7 separate regions of the Mus musculus genome follow, and all the other regions are linked to region 4. The links are chromatin contacts, called in public promoter capture Hi-C and targeted proximity ligation maps. All regions are on one chromosome and are shown on one strand. The core of a region is the stretch at or near the end of the contact, and the rest is flanking DNA. Distances in the headings are between cores, read along the strand shown.

Region 1 (3,423 bases), core at 854-3,353, 1.2 Mb before region 4:
TCAGCTCTCCCAAGTCCTGCGGCAAATCATCTCCTCCACTCATCCCACGTTTCCGATACTCACGTGGGGATCATTCTTGTCAGTAGCCAGTTTGTGCAGTTCCAGTAGTGACTGATTCACACTCTTTTCCAAGTGCAGTGCACACTCCATTGCATTCAGCCCGCTCTCCCAGTCATCACGGTCTGGTTTCTGAATGAAACATCGGGTCAAGTCATCTACCAATCAACCCAAGCCAGGAAACACCTCACACTGAGCCATCATGCTCTGGGCAAAGGATTGCCCTCAATTTCCTCTAAGCTTTCACCGCAGGATGCTCGACAACTGCCATTTGCCAACAACACAAGGACAGAAGCCTCAGTGCACCATCATTTCCTGAATAAAGTCTAACCGCTCATTTAGGGCACCCCTAGGATCTACTTACCTTTATATCCTGCAGGAAGATTCGGCCACCTCGCTGGTTCTGCAGCTTCATCAGTTTCTCGGCATGCTCCCTCTCCTCATGAGATTGGTGGAGAAAGTATTTGGCAAAGTTCTTCAGAGCCACATCATCTCGGTCAAAATAACAAGACTGAAAGTGGAAAGGGTACATGTTACTGATCTCCACTGCAAGGCACCGCAATGGCTGTATGCAAAGGCTGTGAGCCATCCTACTCGGCCTTTTAAAAGTTCAGTAAGGATGGGAAGGCAAACCTTGGGACTTGGCTTTATCAAGTGTTCTACGGCTCGGTATTAGTGCAGAGAAAAAAATTTAAGCCAAGCCCAAATCTACTTGTCTAAGAGGTAGGGTGCTAGAGTATCCTGCATTGGGAGGCCATTTTTCTCCTCCTTCACCAATCATGTAAAAAGTAGCTAACACAAGGTCACAAGGCTTCCAGCTCTACAAACAACCACTGATTTATAAAATTAATGCATCATGCCCTGTTAACAATTGAGGGCATTGCATTTTAGCACAAATATATTAGGAGAAGCTTTGATTTTCAGTTTTAAGCACTCAGTGTATTCATATTCCAGGAATGACAGCCACAGAAGTTGGACCTGTTTCAAAGTCCAGGCCTTCCCCAAACCTGTTTTTCAGAAACTATTACATGGAAAACTTCCTTGTCCAGCAATTGATAGCAGGCTTTTCCCAACAAGTATGTACCTACCACTTGTTAGTAAGCCACACTCATGCAAAATAAGAAAAATACAGTAACATGATGCCTTGTAAATGCAAGGTCGGGGTGACACTGATAACTACAGAAGGGGAGATTCCTAGCGATAAGTTTCAATGCAAGTGAGGCTCTGTGATAAGCAGAGAGGTGGAGGCGGCTGCTTTGAAGGGGACAAGAGTAAGCTCACAAGAGATAAGCCTCTTTACACCAGGCCCCAAGGCTGCCACTCGACACCATGACCAAGCAGACCCGCCATACTCCAGGAGGAACTGGAGCAGGATGCATAACCAAACAGAGAAGCTTGTAGGCCACGTGATCGGAGGGGACGAGCGTGCAGAAAATGCACCTAACTGCAGGGTTGATTGGCCAGGCTGACAGTCGTACTGCCCTAAGGCTTCAAAAAAAAGTGGTGTAATGACATGCCTGATCTATGCAGGAGCCACAAGGTGCTATGTGCTCAGACTTGCCACGGCAGGGCTGCCTGCCTTAGGAAAGAACCCCGAACAAACTCCATTTTCCAGAAGGGCGCTGGAAGGCGGGGAAGCCCGCAGCAGGCCACGCCCCGACCCACCCTCCGCCGGCTCCCCAAGTGGCCCTGAGGAGGCCGCACTCACCATAGACAGATAGACGTAGGAGGCATACAACTCCAGGTTGATCTGGCGGTTGATGGCAGCCTCCGCGTCCTGGTGGTAGTTCTGGCGCACTTGCGAGGGAGACGCGGTGGTCATGGTGGCGGCGGGGCGAGGCGCGGTGGCGACGCTGGAGCGGCGGAACGACGAAGTTGCAAAGGGCTCAGGCTCGAAGCGGCCGGCGGGGGTCGGAGGGGTCGAGCACCGGGTTCCGTTCAAGCACTGTTGAAGCAGGAAACCGCGGCGACTCTGGGCGAGAACGTCTGGCGCAGGAGGGGACAGCGGGCCGCACTTATAGCGGGATCCTGCGTCAGGCGAGCGCTGGCCAATCAGCGCAGCGGGCCGCGCCGCCCCGCCTCTTCCTGTGGGCGTGTTGCCCAAACCCGCAGGGCGCGGGCGGGGAGGAGCCTGTGTGAGTGTGAGGCGACGCAAGGGGCTCTGAGCTTCTGCAAGAGCGGTGCCTGGCAACAAGCGCGCTGTTTCTGTGGCCCGGGGCGGGCGTAGTTGGATCTAGCCGTACTGCAGAGGCATCTGGGTCCCAGATGGGCACAGAGGGTACCGATGAGGATGATTTTCAATTCTCACAGGATATCCCTAAACTCTAGGCAAAGTGCGTGTTGTTAGTCGTGACATACACCAGACAGCGACTTCGTCTTACAAATAGGAAAATGGAAGCGTGGCGCTGTAAATGGCGAACGACATATAAGTTGGACTGGGAAAGAGCGGCTTTCCCTCCTTCAGAATCTGTGGAGAGAAGCTCAGAGGAGGAGTAGGGGAACTATTGGCGAGGAGGTTAGGGTCTACCCTGTTCTTCTGACTCAAGCAACCCCGGCTTTTTGCTAAGGCAAACATGGCTCTGAGAACAGTTGAAAAAACAAAGGCTAAGAAGGCGCATTTCTCCTTAGAGCAGGACAACAGCCGTCTGTCTATAGGGCAATCCTGGGGCCAAACCATTTAGGTTTCTGAGAAAGCCCCTGGTGATGCTTGAAATTAAGAGACGTCTCTGGATTAGAAAAGTAAAGAAGTGACCTACGTGTGTCTGTTTCAAAATGGTCTCCTTTATCTTTCTCAGTAACCTTTGGGTTTGTCCTTGGAGTGAAGTTGATGCTTGCAGAATGGCAGGTGACAGGTGCAGGAAACTGCAGAGGGACAAGCCAACTGTGTCTATCTTGTAGCTGTGGCCCAGCTTCAAAATGGGTGCGAATTCTTGGATAGCAAGCAGAACTAGAGATTAGCCACTGCGTCTTGCTAGGCCCTGCCATCCACATCCACTTGTGCTCAGCCTTGTCTAGTCTTTAACACAGGTGGAGAACCAGCAGATGCTGTTCATATTCTCAAAACTGGAAGTTGGACTTCGATTTTGTTGTTATTGTTTTGAAGCAAGATTGACAAAGTTACTGGATCAGTAACCCAGACTGGCCAGGGACTCTCTGTGTAAGCCAGGCTGGTTCGTCAGAGAGCTGGGATTATAACCCTCTTCCCCCCTTTTAAGGTACGTCTACTGAAATACATTACTAGTACTTAGTCTTTTAAAACTACACGTTATATATGTTCTTTTCAGGAAAGATTTCAGTGGTAATCTAGCTGCAGGATGCTTCTGGATAAATATCCTGGAGTCAGACTTCAGGACGATGGCCCTAGGA
Region 2 (3,345 bases), core at 406-2,905, 1.4 Mb before region 4:
AGAACTCACTCTATAGACCAGGTTAGCCCCAAACTCACAGAGATCTGACGGCCTCTGCCTTCTGAATGCTGGGATTAAAGTCATGCACCACCATCGCCTGGCCACACCTGGATTTTAAAAAGTAATGTGGGTTCTAGGATCCAACTCAGGCTATCAGGCTTGCACACCAAACCCTTTGCCCATGAGCCATCTCCTAGCTCTACATCACATCTTAAAAGTAGGGACGTGGCAGGCTTTGTGGTAGAACATTTGCCTAGCATGCATGAAGTCTTAAGTGTGATCCCCAACACTGGGAAATAAAACAAACAACAATAACAACAAAGAATGGCAGCAGCCACTTTCAGTGAGATAAGAGCAGCTAAGAGTCAGAGGATAATGGCTCTTAGGGGTTTCTAGCTAATGATCACTATGTAAGTCATGGATCTGTCTGGGGGAAGACACCTAAAGAAAAACGCTTGCCCACAATTCCCACTGCTTTTGGATCTGTGTCCAGACTCTAAGCCGTTAATTTGTACAGGAAGCCGGAGCCTACACTAGTACAGACAGCTCAAATTCTAATGTAGGAGTACTGCTTTTCATTGCCTTAGGGGGGAGCCACGGGGATCTCCTGGCAGAAGACAATTGGGATAATTCTGGCCCTACTGAATCCTCAGTCTGAGTTAAGTAGTTATAACACTGTTTGTGTCACAGGGCTGATGCATGATTGGAGAAAGATGAATGTTGACACATCTAGTTTACTGCCCGGCACAGAGTAACTGCTCAATAGGTATTTGTTTCCTTCCTAAAGTTGCAGAGAAGACGATGAGATAATCCCTGTGAAAGGGCTATAAACGTAAAGTTCTGTACAAATGTTAACTTCCATTGTCACTTTCTTGCCAATGTTTCTAAAGTCCAGAACATAACAACTCCAGAGAAGTAGACTGAGCCCATTGTTCTAGGAGACACAGGAATTCAATTCAGTAAACAATTATGTCCCCCTTCCCCCCTAAAAGAGCCAAGGACAATCGCTGCCATTTATGGAACCTCCAAATGCAGGCCCAGTGTTGGGCAACAGGAATACAAAGACGAATAGACATCATCCCAGAACTAGATGCACGTCAGATGGTGGTCACTAGGAGGCGTGGCAGATTAAAAAAAAGAAGTCCAGGAAACGTGGCAAGAGGTGTGTACAGACTGAGAGCTCCCAGAAGACAAGACAAGTACCTATGAGAGTTACAAGTGTTTTACCAGGAAATGGTATTTATACAAGGGCCTTGCGGGATAAGTAAGATTTCAGCAAGGGAATCCTTCCAGATAGAGATAACTGATCATAAGAAAGAAAAATAAAAACGCGAAGGTTTTCAAAGTGCACCCTGTGACCTTCAGAATTATAGTCAACAACATCATAAGCACATTGTGATGGAAACCTCAGCCTGAGGAATACACGGTAAGGGGCTTGCTTTCCCGTCCCTAACTCAAACTAGAGTTTCAGCGGCGTCCCACCCACCGGGCACTCCATACTGAGGCCTCCGCGGAAGAACGCGGTGAGGACCGGGCACACAAGAGCCCTAGGTCCTGGCCACAGCACTGTCCGTTAACTCCCATCATCTCACCATTTTGCCCCGCACAGGATAAACCACCGATCCGCCACCGGAAGAACACGTCGGCAGGAGCAAGCGCACTGAGCAACAGGAAAAGGATGTGGTCCCTTGCGCGTGGCATTGTGGGACTTGTAGTCCCATGTTCTCAGGAGTAACGGGAACTAGGACTATGCGGACCTGCTGTGAGTAGCATGGAGTCGGACTGTGGGAAAGGGTGGTGTGAAGTTTAGGTTTTAATTCATTTTTTCCCCAGAAAGAACGCCCACTATGAAAGCTGCTATCGGACCTGGTGGGGCATACACTACATTTCCCAGGAGGCTGTTCGCGCCTGGCAGATCACGTGACGAGAGCGCGGGCTTTGGAAGGCGGCGAAGCTGGGAACGATACTGAAAGAACGGGCTCGGGACTGTCCAGAGAACGCTGTGGACTCCAAACCACTGCTAGCTGCTTAAGGCTCGTGCACTCGAGACGGGGTGAGGTCTCGCGGAAGCGTCTCTGAAAGCGGCAGAGCCGCGGGAACAGCACCGGGCAGCCCGGGCTTGGGCCATTCGCTCTGCTCCGAACATTCCTCTTCGCCGGTAGGAAGAAGGTAGTACCCTCCTTCCAGTGAGGACTCAGAGACCAGAGCGTGTTCATCCTAGGGCCCTTGTGAGGAGTATGGAGCGGGGAAGTTCTGTGCCTTTAATAAGGAAATGGGTTCATGTTCTGCTGACATCCAGAGACAGTGCTTTCTTGTATTTCTGACTGAGGCAGGTGTTGGAAAAGCCCCAAGGACATTTCTGGTGAAGGGAAGTCTGGAAGACTCCGTAGAACAGTGGGGCCCAGTTAATACGGTGATTAATCAGTAGGCCTCTGGGGAGTGGGGAGCAGGGGAACTAGGTGTGTTTTTATCCTGCCTGCAGCCATTTCATTTAAGGCTTTGCTATCTGGAAGGTCCTGTGGAGGCGGGACTGAGACTATCAGGACAGAACAGGTTTCCCTCTGTGTGACATGATGGGTGGTAATAGCCTGTATTCATTCTAGCAACGTAGTAAGTGAGGTGTGAACCATATGGTTGACTAGGGAACATGGCACGGCATCTGGTGATGTGTGTATTCCATCTGGGTTTTTGGTTGACCGGTTCTGCAAGGCAGAAATGGTTATTCATTCTTATTTAACAACTCAGAAGTGACTTGTGTTACACAATCTTGAAGATGTAGAGCACTTGCTAGCAGGAGTGAGGGCTCTAGCTCAGTCCCCATTGTTATACCCACACACAGAATACCAGATTCAAGGATGAGTTTTTTATTTGATTTCTGGTCTGAGGATTCAACATGGGACTCCATGCATGCTAGGCAAGCCACTGTACCAGGGAGAGCTACAGTCTTTAGCCTTAAGACTGAGTTTTTGCTGCTTGTATTCTTAGAGGAACCACAGTAATACGAACCAGGAAGAAGTAAGGAAGGAGGGCAGGAAGAAGACCAAAGAGAGAAGCAGGCCTCTTCACTAGGCTTCTGTGCTATACAAGTAACGTGTGCTGAGGTGTTTGTAGTCAGGAAGGAAGGGGACTATACAGGGCCACTTGGGCTTCAGAAAAGACACAGTGAAGTAAGACTGGGAACAAATTAGAACAATTGACAGGACTTTCTTTTTTTTTTTTTTTTTTTTTTTTTAAGATTTATTTATTTATTATATGTAAGTACATTGTAGCTGTCTTCAGACACTCCAGAAGAGGGAATCAGATCTCGTTACAGATGGTTGTGAGCCACCATGTGGTTGCTGGGAT
Region 3 (3,198 bases), core at 569-3,068, 1.2 Mb before region 4:
GTTGGCTTACAGGTGATTCAGTTGGGCTCCTCCCAGGGACTTAGCAGTGAGTGGCCTGCCTGCCCCCCTAGGTGCACCAGGCAGCCTGGAAAAAGGACTGCTTGCACATACCGCCTCTCCCCCCACCCTTCCTACGCGTTCCCAGCTGGCCTCTCTTTCTCTCTTTCTGTCCTTCTCTGTCCCCCCCCCCCCCACCCCCCACTCGGTTCCAGTCTGTCTGCTTCTAATCCTTCTCCAGGCCCTCATTCCCTTTCCTTCTCCAAATAAACTTTCTTTATACCAGGTCTGTCACATGGTGTGATTTCTCAAGAGGACACCTGGGCATGGGCCCACCAGGTACCCCGGCCCACTGCCACATTATACTTCATACCAAACAGTATATTTTAGTATTTTAACAATCTTGTCTTATGTAGGTCCAAGCATGATGATACATTTTCTAAAAGTCCCTGCTGCCTTCAAAGGGACTGAACTTTCCCCAGACCCTGTAGACAACCTGGGGTCTTCCTGTTTGCTTGGCCAGGGTAAACTTATCTTAAAGAGAACAATGTAACCAAAGTTACTATGCCTTGGATGTCCCCTGCAGTCATCGTTTTCATCCTAAACTAAATCCCTGGCTTTAATCTGAGAATATGTACTCTTCCATTCCCCTGTCTATGTTTTGGTAATCATTTGCTGACAGCAGCCAAGAGGTTGAAAGAAGCCTTAAACAAAACAAATATCACATATCTATTAGAAGCAACTTGTGGACTTAGGTTGATAACATCTGTTTGAAGTTAGTGCAAACAGTTCTGGTAACTACTTCCTTTGTAAGCCCTGTTAAAGATCTCTGTAAAGAGCCCCCCACTCTCCTGCCATACCATGTTCTCTGTGTTGCTAAAAAAACTACCAAGCATACCCCTTGTTACAACCAGACAGAAGATACAGGGGTGGAAATAGAGAGTCTAATTTCAGCTCACTTGTTAGATTCCCAAACCCAGAACTAAAGGCCACCAGGTTCTCCCAGCATCCCTCTGTCCCTGCCTGTTACAGGGTATGGCTGGCATACCCCACCCCCTACCCTGAACTCTCCAGCCCAGGCACAGTCCTCTTTGATATGTTAAATAGGAACTTCAGTTAGCTGTTTATCCAAGTTTGAGATCTAACAATCACTCTTGCCCAGCTACTACAGGAAATCTTTTTTTATTCTATAATATATTACTGAGATATCCAAGCAAGTATTCTTTTATATGATGAAAGGGAAATGTTTCAGATACTAATTTTTTGGCTATATGAAGACCATATGATTAATCTCAAAGGTAAGCAAATTTACCAAAGACTTGGGAATACCAGTGAACAGTGAGGAGGACGTGACTTCAGGGTCCTGTCTCTGGTGATTAAAGTGACAAATGCCCCATAGATGCAGCAGTTTGAACACTTGGTCCCTAGTTGATAGCATTGTTTGGGAAGGTTTACAAGGTGTGGCCTTGCTAGAGAAAGCATGTCACGGAGGGCAGGCTTTGAGAGATTATAGCCGCCCCCGCCCCCCCCCCCCCCATTTGCTCTCTGCTTCTTATTTTCTGCTTTAGGTATCTTGCAGAAGGTCAAAATCATGCTTGGCTGCATGGGGTGTGTGTGTGTGTGTGTGGTGGTGTTGAGGTCAGCCTAGGCAGGAGACCCTGTGTCAAAACAAACAAACAAAAAACAAACAAAACAAAACAAAAAAACCCCACAAACAAGCCAAACCTAACTTAACCAAACCAATGTGTATCAGATCGTCCCTGAGCTGGCAAGTCCTGAAGCTTTGAAAATCTAAGTTGCCATGGCAACCTCCTGGGTGCTAGAAATGCCAGAAAAGTGGGATATCTGCCACAGAAACAAGCCTACAGGCATTGAACAGAACTGGGCTCCAGAGAGGCCCTGCTTGCTCATTCTCACATCAGCGACAATACCTTTGAGCATGGTGTGGTGTGCATGCAATCCCAGCACTCTGGAAGCCAAGGTGGAGAGCAAGCAAGTTCAAGGTCAGCCTGAGCTATATATAGTAAGACTCTGTCTCTGAAGAAAGTGACAGTATCTTTAGTATAAACCCCCCAAATTTTAGATAGGAGAAATGAGGAATTCTACTGTAAATGAGGCAAAAGGTGGCTTTGGGAGAGGCCAGGGCAGCTTTTAACTCAGGGTATGTGGCGTGGACCTTCTTGACACGCAAGCCCTCTGGCTATCTCGGATCTGTAAAAAGCAGATTTTAGGAACCATCTTTTCCCATGCTTTGCTCCCTCCTTTTCCTGTTTGGATAACATTTAGGATTTATGAGCTCTGGCTAGAGGGGCTTCCCTTTTTCCCAACTCTTTCCATTTTGGTTCCCTCAATATTGGAAACTGCTAGGACTGTCTCTTTCTACCAGAAGTCAGATGGGGTCACCCCTCGTAGAGTCCTTTTATCTTTCTTTTAATTGATCTTTCTCCTTTCTTGCAGCTGGATTGCTTTGGTTTTTTTGTGCTTTCTTATCTTGGAGCTGTTTAGGCTATAGCTCGACATGTCCCCAGCCATCTTTTCTGGGCCTTTTCCCAATGGCCCTCAATCCTGTTACTTTCCTCATTTCTCCTTTTCTCGTGGTACTGCAAATGGTACCCACAGTATTCACTGGGTAACTCGATATATGTTTGTGGACGCGTGATGACCTCAGACTGCCTTCCCTCTGTTCTCAGCTTTCAGGTCTCAGTTTCTCTGGAGCTGACTCAGCACAGGAACGGCCGCTTTCTGGATGATAGGGTTTGCATTGCCTTAAGCTGGGAACATCTTAGTGTTTTTACCACAACTTTGCCCTGAGTATGTTTGAAGAATTATTCACTGCTACATGGGTGACTTCTATTGAATTCTTCATTCATAAGCAAAAGGAAAAACAGTAAAATAAAGAGAATGCCAACCACAAATTATTCTAGAATAAACAGCTGGAAGTATCAGTTAAAAAAACAAAACAAAACAAAACAAAACAAAACAAAAGGACGCCTAAACACTTGAATGCTTTAGTTTTAAAAATATTTAGTTTTCTGTGTGCCTGTGTGTGCACACGTGACTGACAGAGGACAACTCCTAAGAGCTGCTTCTTGTCATCGGCTTTACAGTCATGGTGGTCTAGAATGTTCTCTCAGGGATTATGCTCAGTCCAACAGCCAGTGGTAGAGTAAGAATCCTGATGCTGAAAGGCGGAGATAGGAG
Region 4 (3,413 bases), core at 472-2,971:
CTGAGACAGATGCTCTTGTTGGGCACCACCAGTCTCACTCCTGAAGAATACTCAAGTGCTTTCTACAACCAGAACCTCCATGCCCCAGTGCTTTTAATCCTCTTGTCTCTGTACAGCCCTGTTTATATTAGAAACCTCAGTTTTCTCCTTAAACTTTTTTGTACCAAAATAATATATTACTTTTCTTCATCATGGCATGGATTTCTTGATGTTAAATAGATGAGAGAGAGGACAGAATGATGGCTTAAGTAGGCATGTATCAAGCCTTTTGGAAGAGATTTATTGGCTGTTAGTGAATTCTGGGCACCTTTTTATTGTCCTGGTAGTCTCCTCATCCCTAAGGGTTTTGCATCGTCTGAGAAGGGTAAGCCATTTTTCACAGGCTCCGGTAGGCACCCACAGTGTTATCAAAGAGTTGAGTGTTGGGAAAGTGTCCAGCTTTGTCCAAAAGGAAGTAGAAGCGCCGGCCTTTGACTTTCAGAGGCAGCATAGCAGGAACTTCACCTCTGTGAGCCATGCAGGAAATCTGGTTCAAGGGAACTGTGAAACAGGTACCCAAGCCAAAGGGGGCATAGGTGGTCAATGTCACCTGCTGCCCTCCTGCAAGGAGCATGACAGACCGCACAGATCGGAGTGAGTAGAGGAGACCAGCACCAAGGACCAAGACTCCTGCAGGGAGGCAAAGTGGGGTAAAAGGTTATACAGACACCCCCACCCCCACCCCTTAGAGTCAAATTACTGTAATGGAAGTAACAGTTTTGAGCAATTACACTCTAAAACTCTAAAAGGTTCCTAAATCCTTTTTTTTTTTTTTTTTTTTAAGAAAGGTAGCTAGGCAGTGGTGGTGCACGCAATCACTAGGGAGGCAGAAACAGTTGAATCTCTGACCCAGCCTGGTCTACAGAGTGAGTTCCAGGGCAGCCAGAGCTGAGAAACCGTGTCTTGAAAAAACAGACAGGGTCTATTATTCCATGCTGGCTGCAAGCTTGCTATATGTTCAATAACTTTTAATTTGTGATCTTCTGTCCAAATCCAGATTACATCTGGATGCCATCATATATGTTAGGCAGTGTTGGGTTCTAAACCCTAGACCTCATGCATACTAGGCAAGCAGTCTTAGAAACCAAACTGAGCCACGTCCCCCACCCCATCGACATTTTTATAGATAGCCAGCTCTATTGTTAAACGGAGAAAATGCATTTGTGGCTTCAAAAACCTGCTCGTGGCTAGTATGAGGGGCAGATCTTGGCCTACTGTATGCAGGGTGAGGGTGCAAGGCATTCAGGGACTTTATTACACCGCACCCATATCGTGTGTCCCACTTACTTTTTTGGAAGCCCCTTTTTGCTAAGTGAGCGTTGTGCTCACAGCCCCACAGCAATCTGGAGCCCAAGCGCTTACCCATCGTGCCGCAACCAACAGCCAGCCCGTAGCGCCAGAGTGCGGAGCGCAGGTCCTGGTAGCTCCGGTTCGGAGCCTCCGCAGGTACTCGGCTCAGAGGTCTGGACAAGGCTGCAACAGCCAGGGAGGTCCAGAAGATGCCCTGACCCGCACAAAACAGTCCAAGGATGGCAAAGAAGCGGCCCCGCTCGTGCCGGAAGAGCAGCACATCCCGTGGGACGCCATTTTGCAAATACCGGGGCACATTTTGGGACCGCAGCACAGACAAAAGGTGGCTGACATTCCGCAGCGGCACAGACGCCACCATGGCGGCGCACTTCCGTCTCCGGGGCGGGACTTCCTATCACGGCGAACTTGCCCACCCCTCCTGCATTGAGGGAAACAAGCCAGTAATGGGACACAAACTACAATATCACTCTTTATCTTAAAAAGTAAAGGGAATCCTGGGGTTAAGTACACAGAGCACCTAAGTCCTTCGGGTAGTTTAGTGTCAGCTCTACAAAGTAAGCTTTGGCTTCCTGGCACCATGAGGCTCAATCTTCCGGAAGTCTTCTCTAAGTCTTCCAGAAGGTAGGTGAGGAGGATGAAGCAGCCCTTCCTCCTCAGTCACAGTTACAGGGTGGCCTCGGGCTGGACAGGAGACGGCAGATGACAGCCAGACAATATTATCCAGGGGCTATTTACAAGGGGACTTTTCTTGTGATCATTTCATAAACGCTACTTCTGGAATCTCTCCCTTGGCCTGCAGAAAGATAAAATGTAAGTAGAACCAGGCACCTCTCTCCCACCTTCCCTGCCCAGCTACTGTAGACTCCCTGGCTGTCCTGGCATTCTCTATGTAGACCAGGCTAGCCTCAAACTCAGAGATCTGGCTCCCTCCTTCCTCCCAAATGCTGGATTAAAAGGCAAGTATCACCACACCCAGCCTTCATCTGACCCTTGTTAAAGGCTCAAGAGATCCATTTTTAGCAATAAAAAAAATTCCCATACTTTACCTTGAGAAGAGTGAAGGCCTGAGCAGATCTGGTGTAGTCCCAGTTATTGTCTTGAAGGCACCTAGAGTATGATTAAAATAGGAAGCCACATAAGAACCAAAATGCAGTCAGTCACCAAAATCCAACCTATAGAAAAAGTCACCAATGTTTTTCATTAAGTTTACACAGGGTCACACCACTTGTACAAATGAAACATAAAATGTTTACCAAAAACAACCAACGTGTAGTTTTACACTGGTAGGGAAGGATTTACACGGTTTAAAAACTATGTTCCAGCTGGGCAAGGCTTTTAATCCTATCACTCTGGAGAAGCTGAAGCAGGGAGGTATCTGTTTGAGGTAAACCTGGACTACAAAGTGACTTCCAAGCAGCGAAGGCACAAGTGAGACCCTGACTCAAATATAGAACCATATATAAAAAGACTTTGGTACTAGGTATGCACCTATAGTTCTAGCTCCCTTGGAATGCTCAGGCTCACTGGAATCTAGGACTTGGTAAGGAGTTGAGCCGGGTGTGGTGGCACATGCCTTTAATCCCAGCACTCGGGAGGCAGAGGCAGGGGGATTTCTGAGTTCGAGGCCAGCCTGGTCTACAGAGTGAGTTCCAGGACAGCCAGAGCTATACAGAGAAACCCTGTCTCGAAAAAACAAAAAACAAAACAAACAAAAGCCAAAGATGGCGTGGTGGCACACACCTTTAATCCCGGCAGGCGGATCTCTGAGTTCGAGGCCAGCCTGGTTTACAAAGTGAGTTCCAGGACAGCCAGGGAAAACAGAGAAACTGTCTCAAAAAAAACCCAACCAACCAACAACAAAACTTGGCAGCCAGGTCTGCTGGCTCATGCCTTTAATGCCTTCAAGGCCAGACAAGAGTACATAGTAAGACCGTGTTTGAAAAGGGCTCAGTGGCAGCGACTGTGCAGCATATGTGAAGTCTAGGTCTAATCTGTAATTCCAATTGGGGAAGAGGGGAGCCACAGGTAGCTAGGAAGGGGACAGAAAACCAAATCTTCATTTG
Region 5 (3,566 bases), core at 495-2,994, 1.4 Mb after region 4:
GCAGGGATGTGGTTGCTGCCAGCCCTCCCAACAGTGTGCACTTCTGGGGCCTCTCCAACCATTAGTGTTCTTTCACTTTGTCAAAGACACCCAGAGCCCTCCTTGCAGTGCTGGCTGACCATTTTTTATTTAGAAAACTGTCTCCTGGCCACAAAGACGAAACAAGCAGACTCTGGCATTCTCTCAGTACAGAATCCCAGAGTCAGACAAACAAATGACAGGATCAGAGAGGGCTCTTGTCCTCGTGTGGAGTTGTTTGGTTTTTTGGTTTTTTGGGTGTTTTTTGTTTGGTTGGTTGGTTGGTTTGGGGGTGGTTTTTTTGTCTGTTTTGGTTTGAAGGTTTTGTTTGTTTGTCTTCCATTACTTTTTTTTAAGGTAGAGGTATAGAAAAAACATTAGATTCAAGATCTGGCTTCACTGGTGCCTTGCCCAGTGACCTTTGGTAGGTCAGTCACATCCGCTCTCTGGGCCTATACGCCTTTGTCTGCAAATGCACTGACTGAATAGCTAGCATCCTACTAAGCATCTTTCCAGTGCAGGACCACTGTTAAATCTAAGGCAGACTGGCCCTTTAAGAGCAGAAAGAAGAAAAAAATAAAAGAAAGAAAGAAAGAAAAAGGAGGAGCTGAGATTTTTTTCAAAAAAATAAAAAGGGGGGGTGGGGGGCGGGGGCTTATAGGGAGAGGAGCTCAAAGAGTAGAGAGCACTCTCCCTAGTACGGATGGAACCTCCGCTGATCTAAAGGCAATGAACCTTACAGAAGGGAGACAAAAAAAAGCAGTTGGTTTTAAGGGCCAACTAGGGCCGGCAGGTCTTGGTACAGCTGACAAACTGGGGCCAAAATCGATTCTGAAACGCGACAACGCACGGGTGGGGCATCCACCTTCGTGTGCGAACCCATCCCTCACTAAGACCTTCCCGACGTGGGGTATGACAGACGGGGGCCCCCAGGACGCAGGCTGCGCTTTGTTTCTCGTAGCGTAACCGTGAAGGGAAGAGTTCACGTCTCCAGCAAGGCCACGCAGAAAGGGATGGCATAACCGAGAACAGCGGAATCCCGAGCTATGCTACTCTGGGGAAAGCCTCAGAAAGGGACAGAGGGACTGGGAAGCCTTTAAAAGACAGACCACCTGGGAGTGTGAAAGAGAAAGGGCGGGAGCCGCAAGTTCCAGCACCTCGACTCCCACGTCGCTGCCCCCCCCCCCAAAAAACGAGCAACGCGGGGCCCTTTAAGGAGCAGGGATCCGCCCCAGCCCGGCGGGCAGACCCCGCCACGGGCAGGGAGCGCCCCGCGGGCCTTGTAGCTGCTCTCTGCGCCCACCAGGTGGCGCCCCGAGCCGCCCTGCGCTCGTCCCCCGCTTTGTTCGGCGGCCGAGAGGGGCCCGGAGCCGCAGCCCTCCCCTCCCCCACGCCGGGGCCCCCCACCCCCGGTCGTCGGCCCCAGATCTTACCGCCGTCGTCCTCCTCGGGCTCCGTGCCGCCGCTCGCTGCGGTGGGCGGCAGCCGTCGGCCCCGTGCCGAGGTCACTGCGGGCCCGGGGCCGCCCCTGCCGCCGCCGCTCCGGCTCCGGTGGTCCCCGCCGGGCTCCATGCGCTGCGCTGCGGAGCGGGGGCCCCGGGGCGGCGGGGCGCGGGGCCGCGGAGCCAGCGGCGGCGCACGCGGGGCGCTCGGTGCGCGGGGCCCCCGGGCGCGGGGCGCATTCACGGGCGGCCGGCCGCACGGACGGCTGACTGCTCGCTCGGCAGCGCGGGCTGGACCGGGGTGGGGATTCCTGTCTGGGGCCCCTGGGGCTCCTTTAAGGGCTCCTGGGTAAATTTAAAGGGGCCGCGCGCAATTTCCTCCTGCCAGCTCGCGGGGGGCTGGTGCGGGGAAAGCGGGAGGTGGCAAGTCCGCAACGGGCGCTTGTTACGGACGCGGGGAGCACGGTCCTCAGCGCCCTCGTGGGTCCGCCCTGCCGCGTCCGCAGCTGCAGCTCCGGCTGGTAAAGAGTCGCCGAGGTGACCAGGGGCGCCCGTGTCCAGTCCGCTGCGACGCGCTTCAGCCACCGCCCCCTCGGGGCATCTCCGAGCGCGGCTCTCCGCAGCCCGCTAGCAGGGGACCGCCCGGTGCGGCGGCACCGTTCCCCTCTCCGGGGTGCCTCGTCCTCCCGCAGGAGCTGGGCGCGGGCCCCAAGCAGACGCGCCTGGCAGGGGCCCCAGATGGCCGCGGCCCCGCGGAGAGGGTGGAGCCGTGGGGGCTGCCGCGCCCCCTCCCGCGGGAGCCTGGGGCTAGCGCTGGCAGCTCTGGCTTCTACCGGGGAGGGGCGGCGGGGCGAGGTTTCCCTGGAGCCGGCCAGAGTGAGGGCGGCGGCCGCGAAAGCGCAAGCCGGGAAGAGGGGCGCGCAGAGGAGTGTAAGAGAGCTAGCACGCTGCGCCTGGCCAGCCGGCGTTCCGAAACAGAGGTGGCCCTGGGCTGGAAGCCGGAAAGAGAGGGAGACTGCGGCGGTGATTCAGGCTCCTGCCCCCGCAGGCCTATAGGTACCGGGTGAGGCACTCCGCTCAGCCCCGGGCTCCTGCACAGGACGAAGGTGCAAAGAAGGGACTGGGATCCTGGTGATGGGCAGCTGGAGATTCGCATCCCTAGGCTGGAAAACCCTGGGGCGAATTCTGGCTTCGGCCGAGGGACACCTTCAGGTCTCAGGCTCCCGGTAAGCCTGGAGAAGGAACCTCGAAAGGTTGTAGGGTCGAGGCAACCTGGGGTCCTGCCAGGGCCAGCTGGAGAAACAGGTCCTCCCTTAGCCTTTGGTTAGTCGTCCACAACAAAGCAGAGGCCTGGAGATCCAAATTACAGGATGCCAGAGACCATGAGGGTCTAGAAGTGGGTTTTATTCCCTCCCTGTCGGGGAGGCACACCACAGTCAAAGAAGGCACCATTCATGGAGTCATTCTCACACTTAACACCTACTATGTGCTACAAGAGCTGACACTCTGGACATGCAGCAGTGAACAAGATTGCTACTAATGCGGGTAACTTAGACATCCTCAGTTTATAAAAAGGAAACAGTTTCAGCCCCTTGGGAGTAAGGAAACTATTAAATTACCCGACCCACAGGAAACCATTCTCCGAAGTGTATATGCCAAGAGGACAAGAGTCACTGGTGGAAATCACACACACACACATACACACACTCACACGTAGTCTCCGGAATGACTTGGGAGAGATTTCACCTTGGGGAAATATAAGTCCCTTTCCATAGCACTGCTCTCCCACGGTTGGCTGCCCTTCAGTTCACCTCTTGGACTGAGCAGAGCCACATGCTCATGGGACGGATGAATGCCGGATGCACCACGAAGTGGAAGGTTGCTAGGCCCAGGAACACAAAGAAAAGGACAAGGAAATGGCCTTTACATCTTACCATGTAAAACCTAAAAAGATGCTAGGGGTCATGGAGCGCGCCTCTCACCCCTGCACTGGCAGGCAGGTAGGTCTTTATAGGCAAGGGGGAAAAAAAAGGAAGGAAGGAAGGGCTGGATGTGGTGGCAGGAAGCTCTGACTCCAGCACTCTGGAAACTGAGGCAGGATGATTA
Region 6 (3,490 bases), core at 619-3,118, 1.4 Mb before region 4:
GTTTCCACTGAAAGGGCACTACACCAAAGACTGGAAAGACTCCGCTGAATGCCACAAACACGGACCTGACGAAGCTAGCCTTCATGTCTACAGACACTTGGTGTAGGAATTTAGCACAGGAGAGAAGCAGCTTGCGGGAATAGGTGGGGCTATGAGGTTTTTGTTCCTACAGTACTTTCAACATGTCCCTTTCTTTCTTAGCCAGCTTCTGTTGTGAGGAAGACTCCCTACCTATGCCAGCGCTGGGGAACTCTTCACATTTCTTCCTCCTTTGGGCAGGGTTCCCTATTTCCCTCAACATTCTGACCATTCCCGCTCCGGAATAGTTAATATGGGTTATACAAGGTGGGTGGGAGGGCCTTAGGGAAAAAAAGCTGTAAGCGGAGGTGGAGTCCGTGGTCAGTGGCACCACACATCCAGACCAATCGCTGTCCTTGCCATGAAATCCTAGGCCCCCAAGCCACACAGAATGGGAAGCCTAGACGGAGCGGGTCTGCTCCATCCTTTCATGAACCGGTATAGGAATGCACTGCTGTTTGGATTCTGGGTGGTTACTTCTAGAAACCGGCTCCTTCTAGCCTGGTCGCTAAGGCCCTCCACCTCTAACTTCATGGGCAACTTAATAGGAACCCTGAGGACCCCGGGAGCACGTTAGACTGGCAGACAAGGAGTAAGAGGTCGGAGGGATGGCATTAGGTAGTTAAAAGGGAGATGGACCCAAATGTAGAGACCCAACAGATGACAATCCTGTCAAAGAATGCTCTGTCCTAAGTCATTCCTAGTCCGGCCCTCGCCTCTGAGGGAGGATATGGTCTAAAAAGAGAAAACAGGGCCACTAGACAGAAGCTGGGGTTCGTACTGACTCTTCCTTCAGTAAGCTACAACGGAAAAGGGACGCGACCCCGCGAAGTGTCTAATCGCGCGGGAGCCCTATTCCCTCAATAGTCGACCTCCCTGGCCCAAGTGACCTCGCACTAAGAATCCGAGTACAGTTTTACGACTCCAACTGCAAGCTGTCTTGGACCGGCTCAGGTTCATTACCCTACCCTCCGGGCTTCACAATGTACAGGTGATGCCCAAGCACCGGGTCCTCAGTGTCATCCCTAGCGCAAGCAGTCCTTTCCCACTTCCTTTCCGCTCCGAATCCCAACTTAGGGCCAGTTCTCTAGGTCAGACAAGGCTGTGTTCACCCTCCTAGCCTGGCAGACAGGACGCGACTCCCACTCTCTGCTCAGACTCCTCCTCCCACCACCGGAGGTTGCAAGTACCGTTGAACGGGTGCCTGGAAAGCTCATTCCCTCCTATCCAACCCATGCTTGAGACTCCAGAGGCAAAGCACGGATGTGCAACCAGCCCTTTGTTTGAGTGTGCGTGTCTCCGGCCACCGTCTACCGCTCCGGTCTCTCAGGCGCTTGCATCCCGGGTTCAAAGGCCTCTCTCCCCGCCAATGTCCCTCCCCGAGGTGCAGATGCGCCTATTGTCCGCTCTCACCGTGGCATCCTGACCCGCGTAGTGGCTGATGACCCGGGAGCCCCCCGGGTGGCGGCGGCTGAAGTCGCTGATGTTGTACACCTTCCGGTCGATCACGAGCCATCGCTCCTTCTCCCGCCCGGAGCGCTGCGCCACCTCCTCCCAAGTAAAGTAGCGCGTTTGGCGGAGCTGGGCGGAGGCCGGGCCAGGGGTCGGCACCGGGTCGGGAGCCATAGCAAGCTTGGCGGGGGAAGCTGGAGTCTGAGAGGTGCGCGCTCCGGGCCGCGGGGCAGCGCACGCCAGGCTCGCGAACTAGGGGAGCGTCGGGCTGCCTCGAGCGCGCGCCCGGAGACCGCCGTTCGCGCGCAGGGTTTTCAGCACCCTTGGCGCGGACCGCCGAGCCCCGCGGCGCGAGCTCCCATTGGCTGAGCCGAGTGGCGTGGGGCGCGAGCTCCGCCTCTCTCGGGTAGCAAAGACAGACTCCCCACTCCCCGGAGAGACTCAGGCTACTTCCAGCGGCAGAGACGCGCCCCCTCGCGGGGCCTGAAAGTGGTCTCCAGGCTATTCCACTTCGGAATTTATTTATTTATTTTTTTATTGAGCATGGTAGGGATTGATAGGATAACGGTTCCTTTGAGTGCGTCACAGCTTGATGTAGCTAAGGCGGAGGTCCCAAGGGCGCATAGAAGCTTGGTGTGAACATATAGAAAAGAAAACAGTTCTCATGTTGCTCAGGCCGGCCCCAGACTCACTGTGTAGCTGAGAATGACCTTGAACCTCTGACTCTCCTGAGTTCTGGGTTTACAGGCACTGCTTTCCACGTTCTGTTTCATACAGCAGATTGTGCTAAGGCAAACGTTCTGTCAATTTCCTGCCCCTAGGAAACACGTGACAAATTAAACACAGTGGCTTTAGCAAACAAAACAGCATCCTGACCCAGTAGCCGTTCAGAGATCCCCCTTCCTAGCAAGGTGGGCAGTTAGCATGTGTGGAAAGAAAGAGGACTAACATAAAGAAAGAGACTGATTGGCTACAGTTCCAGGCTTTTGCTCACGTGATAGCCCAACGCTAACAGAAGTCTTGTCTGCTATGATTGGCCGTCACTTTTGACTTACAAGAATATAGTACTTAGGAACACACACACACAATTAACACATGCACGCATGCACACACACACATGCACTAACTAAAATGTGATGATGATGATGATGGTGGTGGTGATGATGATGATGATAACAATACTAATGATAGCTCTATGGTTCAGGAGGAACAGTTGCCTGATGCAAAACCCAGTGACCTGAAATGGATCCCTGGGACCCACAAGATGGAAGGAGAGTACTGACTTCCACAAGTTTTTCTTCTAGCCTACATTGCCTGCAATTCATGGCAGCACACACACACACACACACACGTAAATAAATAAATAAATGCAATTTTAAAAACGATTTTAAAACAAAAATAAAACGAAGAAAGGCCAGCCTTGCCTTCTTTGTATGTAGTTTAACATTTGCAATTAGCTTTAGCATTTTCTATTTCTAGTGATCTTAGTTTCGTATTGTGTTTTGTTGTTATTTTTGTCCCTGGAAGCAGTAGCCCTGGCTGATCTGGAACTCACTGTGATGAACAGATTAGCTTCGAAGTTGCAATGATCGCCCTGCTTTGGCCTCCCAAGTGCTGTAATCATAGGCAAGCACCACTGTGTTTCACTATATTAATTAGAATTATACAGGTTTAGTGGCCTTAATTGTCAGGAGACAGTAGGACGCAATCAATCGTGAAGTTTGTGTGACAGCCTCAGCAGTGGTTACACCAGCAGTGTGTAGACTGGTGAATCTAGCAATCTCTATTTCTGGAAGCATGAGCTTCTTTAGAGCGCCGTTTGCCAACTGTGGCACAGAGCCTGTTCTCTAACAATTCTGTGTATTGTGGGTCTTTCTGCAATAGGGAACTTTACTGGGAACAAAACATCTCTATTCTCCTTGGAGTTTCGCTCTTGCTCTGGCTAAGTGTGAGAACTAAA
Region 7 (3,467 bases), core at 375-2,874, 1.4 Mb after region 4:
CCTTCAGACAAGTACTCTGGTGCACAACCCATAAGAAAACAAATATATATAATTAAATAAGAATCTGGTGCAATACTAGGGCTACCCATCGCTTTGGAATCAAACAAGAAATAGGAACCACAGGGTGACCCAAGTGACAGGGTGACAGAAGGGCTGGAAGCCCAACAGGGAAGTGACACAAACCAAGGACTCACAAAGACACTGGAGACACAGCCTCACCTGCTCAGGAGGAGTTAGAACTCAGGAGGGACAGAGGGAGGGAAATAACAGGCTTTTCTTTTTCTTGCCTTTCAGGCCTTAGTCACAATCTCCCGGAAGCTTGAGTCCTGTAGCCAGCCCACTGCAAAAACAGAACAGACTACCTACCCAGAGGCATTGGGCAAAAAGCAAAGAACAGCCTTTAGGTAAGAACTATCCAGGCCTAGGAAATTGCTTGATTTGGAGTATCTTTTTAGTACTGGGTACATTTCAAAGTAATAGAAATTTCCTCAGTTCTTTCTATTGTGGCTGCTGTATGTGGTGTCAGCTCAGACCTTTAATCCTTGTGCCAGGGGAATGGAGGGAGGAGGAAAAGGTTTGGGGCAAGCAGGGTTACACAGATTCCAGGTCAGACTGACATGAAAGTGAGTCCTTATCTCAACAAAATAAAAGCTGGTTATGCAGTGGATGGGGGGGGGGTGGGTATGCCCAGGGCGCGCGCGCACACACAAACACACACACACACACACACACACACACACACACACACACACACAATATACGGTAAGTGAACTGTTTCTCTTCTGTCCCCTAGCCTCCTACATCATCCACAATTACTGTTTCTGGGCTGATAATTACTGTTGGTAGCACTTAAAATCAGAATTTTGAGTGCCAGACATTTTTGCCGTTTCTCAGCTGAAATCTAGCGTGTCTGGTGTGTGTATGTGTGTGGGGAGGGGATGTTATGCAGAAGTGTAAGTGCCCATTGTGACAGTCTTCACTCAGGCACGAATGCCAGGCAGCAGCGCCATAGCAACCGGATCCCGGTCTTGGAGGCTCTCAGGGGATTTGCTGTGTCCTGGGAAAAGGCCACACTCTCTGGACTCACGTTTTTTGTTTTGTTTTGTTTTTAACGTAAATTATATCCATCGGAAGCGGTTTACACACGCCCACACGCCACTCTTGTCCTCTTCATCTTCTAGAATCTTTGTTTAGGAGGATCCAAAGTGATTTTTCTTTCCCTAAAGCGTATGTGCTAGTAGAAAGGAACGAGGCCCAAAGAAATTAGAAGAGATGTCTCCACACTTCTGAGCCTATGTATCCTTCACACATCCCCACCGGTCTTTTCTCGTCTGTGTTGCCTCCCAGGCAGGCAGCTAGTCAGGGGAAAGCCAAGAAGTAAGATGCCGAGCAGCCCTTTCCTCCAGCCATTGGTGGGGATGCCCTACCGGGTCTCCAAGGCTGCCGGCGCCGCTCCCAGGAAAACTCCAGGCTTCGCCGCCGAGCAAACCGGCCAGAGACAAACGCGCTGCACAGGGTTCTGGCCCAGACCTGTGGCTGGGGCGGGGCTAGGGGGCGTGTCCTCACGTGATTGGCCAGCCTGGTCTGGAGGCGGGACTGCCGGACGGACGCTGACAATGAGCCTCCATAAAAGGGAGCGGCGGGGTTGGGGGCCCCGGATCGAACCCTCCCCGCCCGGGGTCGTGACGCGTTGAAGCCCGTGGCTGGCGGGGCGGCCGGGCGAGCGGCGGGTGAGCTAGGCGAGCCGCGGGCCCGGGGTGGTCCGGGGCAGGAGGCGGCCGCCACAGGCGGTGCGCCGAGGTCTGTGCGAACGTCCTCGGCTATCCGGTCGCCCTTCTTCGCCTCGCCATGGCCCTGAAAGCCAAGGGCGCCGCGGCTCTGGATTGCTTCGAGGTGACGCTCAAGTGTGAGGAAGGGGATGATGACGACGAGGCCGTGGTGGTGGCCGTGATCCCGCGGCCCGAGCCGATGCTCCGAGGTGAGGGGGGGGACACCTCACTTCCGCTTGGTGGTCCGGGACTAGATCTCCAGGTCCCGGTCCCCGGTTCCCGGTCCCCAGGCGCTTCCCTGGGCCGGCATCTGCAGCCCCAGAGGGCCCTTCCCTGTCCGGTCCGCGGCTACGGCGCCCTCGCTCCTCCCCCACCGGGTTTGGAATCCCAGGCCTCTCGGAGCCCCCCTTCCTCCGCCGCCCCTCCCCCGCTCAGGGTCTAGAGACTTCCATCCACACCGAAGGAGCGGTTCAGGTCTTCCGGTTCCCTGCGCCCCCTCGGGCCCAGAGTAGAGGCCGGATTCCCAGTACAGTGGTTTGTGCCCGGCTGTTGTCTCCCGGTTCCGGTCTGTTTCTTAGGCCGAGGGGCGACCAGGCCTCTAGGCCCCAGGCTAGTCCCCCGTAGTGATAACGGAGGTGAAGGCTGGCGCGGCTGGCGACCTCCAGAGAGGGGAAATAACCCAGTAAGTAGAAGCCTCCACCCGTCCTCAATCCTCTAGGCCTTCTGTTTCAGGAGCCACAGGTGTCAAGTCTAAAACCCGGCATTTGAATGGAATTGCTAGTAGCACCCCGTTTGAGAAAAGCGGGACTTGCTTGGGGGTGGGTAACAAGCCATGTCATCTACATGGAGATTAGTCACCAAAGGAGGTGTTTGAGGGACAATCTGGGAATACATTGCTCTCCCTTCCCGTCCTCCTTCCCCAGCCTCTCTGGTCCAAAGGAGAAAACAAAGAGCTACCTTTGTGGAAGATAATTAGTCATGAAAAATGCAAATATTTCCTTAGGGTGGAATACCTGTTTCCCTTAAGCATGACAGTACCCAGAATAGATTGAGAACCAAATTGGTCATTGTGTTTCTTTAACTCATTTTTGGAGATGGGAGGGAAGGTTAGGAAATTGGGGGGTGGGGCACATTCCTCTCACTGTTTGGTGCATCACACAGGTTATTTTTTACTTGTGCTGGTTTATAGAGTGCTTAACCAAGATGGCTTCATCACTGTGAGAGGGAAGTAGACATCTACAGAGGTTCATTCTTCAGCTTTAGTGGGCAGCTATATGCCAAGCATATAGCTTCAGGCAGAGCTGAGAATGGTAAACAGTAGGGACCAGGGTAAGTGAAACCCTGCTCTTAAGTGTGCATCCAGTGGTAGCCAGCAGGTAAATATCGAATAGTATGTTAGGTGGCAGTGAGTTCTCTTTGTTGTGTGTGTCTGTGCCTGTGTCTGTTTGTCAGTTGCGTCAAGTATGAAGAGATCTGGGCAACTCTTGGGAGTCAGTTCTCACAGCACTGTGGCATTGAATTTGGTTCATCAGGGTTGGCAGTAAGAGCTCTTACTAGCCCAGTCTTCTCCCTGCCCAGTAATCAGTTCGTTTAGAGACTACAGAATGGGGATAAAGAGAAATGAGAGGCTAGTTAGAATTTGTTTCTCTTGTTAGGAAAAGTATCTCTAGTAAGAATGAAAGAGAGCTTAGAAGACCA

What was found. Promoter capture Hi-C pulls out the DNA fragments that hold promoters and counts their contacts. Capture Hi-C pulls out chosen DNA fragments and counts their contacts.
Region 1: a contact with region 4 is called in a promoter capture Hi-C map of second pharyngeal arch cranial neural crest. A contact is called at or near these places in 8 of 39 promoter capture datasets (the 3T3-L1 cell line, the C10 cell line, the HPC-7 cell line and 5 more), 1 of 484 Hi-C or Micro-C datasets (CD8 T cells) and 5 of 130 datasets of targeted methods (acute myeloid leukemia, astrocytes, bone marrow-derived dendritic cells and 2 more).
Region 2: a targeted proximity ligation map of pancreatic cancer cells shows a contact between it and region 4. A contact is called at or near these places in 4 of 39 promoter capture datasets (the 3T3-L1 cell line, cranial neural crest, frontonasal cranial neural crest and 1 more) and 2 of 130 datasets of targeted methods (extraembryonic endoderm stem cells and pancreatic cancer cells).
Region 3: a promoter capture Hi-C map of hippocampal neurons shows a contact between it and region 4, with 2.6 times the contacts expected there. A contact is called at or near these places in 5 of 39 promoter capture datasets (the C10 cell line, HPC-7-derived erythroid cells, cranial neural crest and 2 more), 1 of 484 Hi-C or Micro-C datasets (B cells), 1 of 130 datasets of targeted methods (astrocytes) and 1 of 9 other capture datasets (adipose tissue).
Region 5: a contact with region 4 is called in a targeted proximity ligation map of craniofacial prominence, with 4 times the contacts expected there. A contact is called at or near these places in 4 of 39 promoter capture datasets (cranial neural crest, hippocampal neurons, liver and 1 more) and 3 of 130 datasets of targeted methods (craniofacial prominence, pancreatic cancer cells and stem cell-derived neural progenitor cells).
Region 6: a contact with region 4 is called in a promoter capture Hi-C map of pre-B cells, with 3 times the contacts expected there. A contact is called at or near these places in 9 of 39 promoter capture datasets (the 3T3-L1 cell line, the C10 cell line, the HPC-7 cell line and 6 more), 1 of 484 Hi-C or Micro-C datasets (B cells) and 2 of 130 datasets of targeted methods (astrocytes and embryonic forebrain).
Region 7: a promoter capture Hi-C map of adipose tissue shows a contact between it and region 4. A contact is called at or near these places in 12 of 39 promoter capture datasets (the 3T3-L1 cell line, 3T3-L1-derived adipocytes, HPC-7-derived erythroid cells and 7 more), 3 of 130 datasets of targeted methods (embryonic forebrain, pancreatic cancer cells and stem cell-derived neural progenitor cells) and 1 of 9 other capture datasets (adipose tissue).

What each region holds. Positions count from the first base shown.
Region 1 is chr19:9,981,326-9,984,748 of GRCm38.p6, reverse strand. It overlaps Fth1 (ferritin heavy polypeptide 1), which reads right to left and starts at 2,103. Exons shown (of 4, transcript NM_010239.2): 1 at 1,766-2,103; 2 at 422-568; 3 at 64-189. The coding sequence starts at 1,879.
Region 2 is chr19:10,202,512-10,205,856 of GRCm38.p6, reverse strand. Tmem258 (transmembrane protein 258) reads right to left here and starts at 1,655. Exons shown (of 4, transcript NM_026919.1): 1 at 1,593-1,655. The coding sequence starts at 1,595. Fen1 (flap structure specific endonuclease 1) reads left to right here and starts at 1,464. Exons shown (of 3, transcript NM_007999.6): 1 at 1,464-1,762; 2 at 1,838-2,169.
Region 3 is chr19:9,921,096-9,924,293 of GRCm38.p6, reverse strand. No RefSeq gene overlaps it. Among named protein-coding and RNA genes, the nearest start is that of Gm50340, 23 kb to the right of the region's middle.
Region 4 is chr19:8,769,304-8,772,716 of GRCm38.p6, reverse strand. It overlaps Tmem223 (transmembrane protein 223), which reads right to left and starts at 1,721. Exons shown (of 2, transcript NM_025791.1): 1 at 1,402-1,721; 2 at 242-669. The coding sequence starts at 1,708. The coding sequence ends at 377. Nxf1 (nuclear RNA export factor 1) reads right to left here. Exons shown (of 21, transcript NM_016813.2): 20 at 2,397-2,457; 21 at 1,807-2,143. The coding sequence ends at 2,105. It overlaps Tmem179b (transmembrane protein 179B), which reads left to right. Exons shown (of 5, transcript NM_026325.3): 5 at 1-195. The coding sequence ends at 44.
Region 5 is chr19:7,415,803-7,419,368 of GRCm38.p6, reverse strand. It overlaps 2700081O15Rik (RIKEN cDNA 2700081O15 gene), which reads right to left and starts at 1,744. Exons shown (of 5, transcript NM_175381.6): 1 at 1,452-1,744. The coding sequence starts at 1,590.
Region 6 is chr19:10,181,266-10,184,755 of GRCm38.p6, reverse strand. Fads1 (fatty acid desaturase 1) reads right to left here and starts at 1,868. Exons shown (of 12, transcript NM_146094.2): 1 at 1,492-1,868. The coding sequence starts at 1,704.
Region 7 is chr19:7,381,183-7,384,649 of GRCm38.p6, reverse strand. Spindoc (spindlin interactor and repressor of chromatin binding) reads left to right here and starts at 1,624. Exons shown (of 6, transcript NM_001033139.3): 1 at 1,624-1,978. The coding sequence starts at 1,849. It overlaps 1700105P06Rik (RIKEN cDNA 1700105P06 gene), which reads right to left and starts at 1,647. Exons shown (of 1, transcript NR_045703.1): 1 at 1,089-1,647.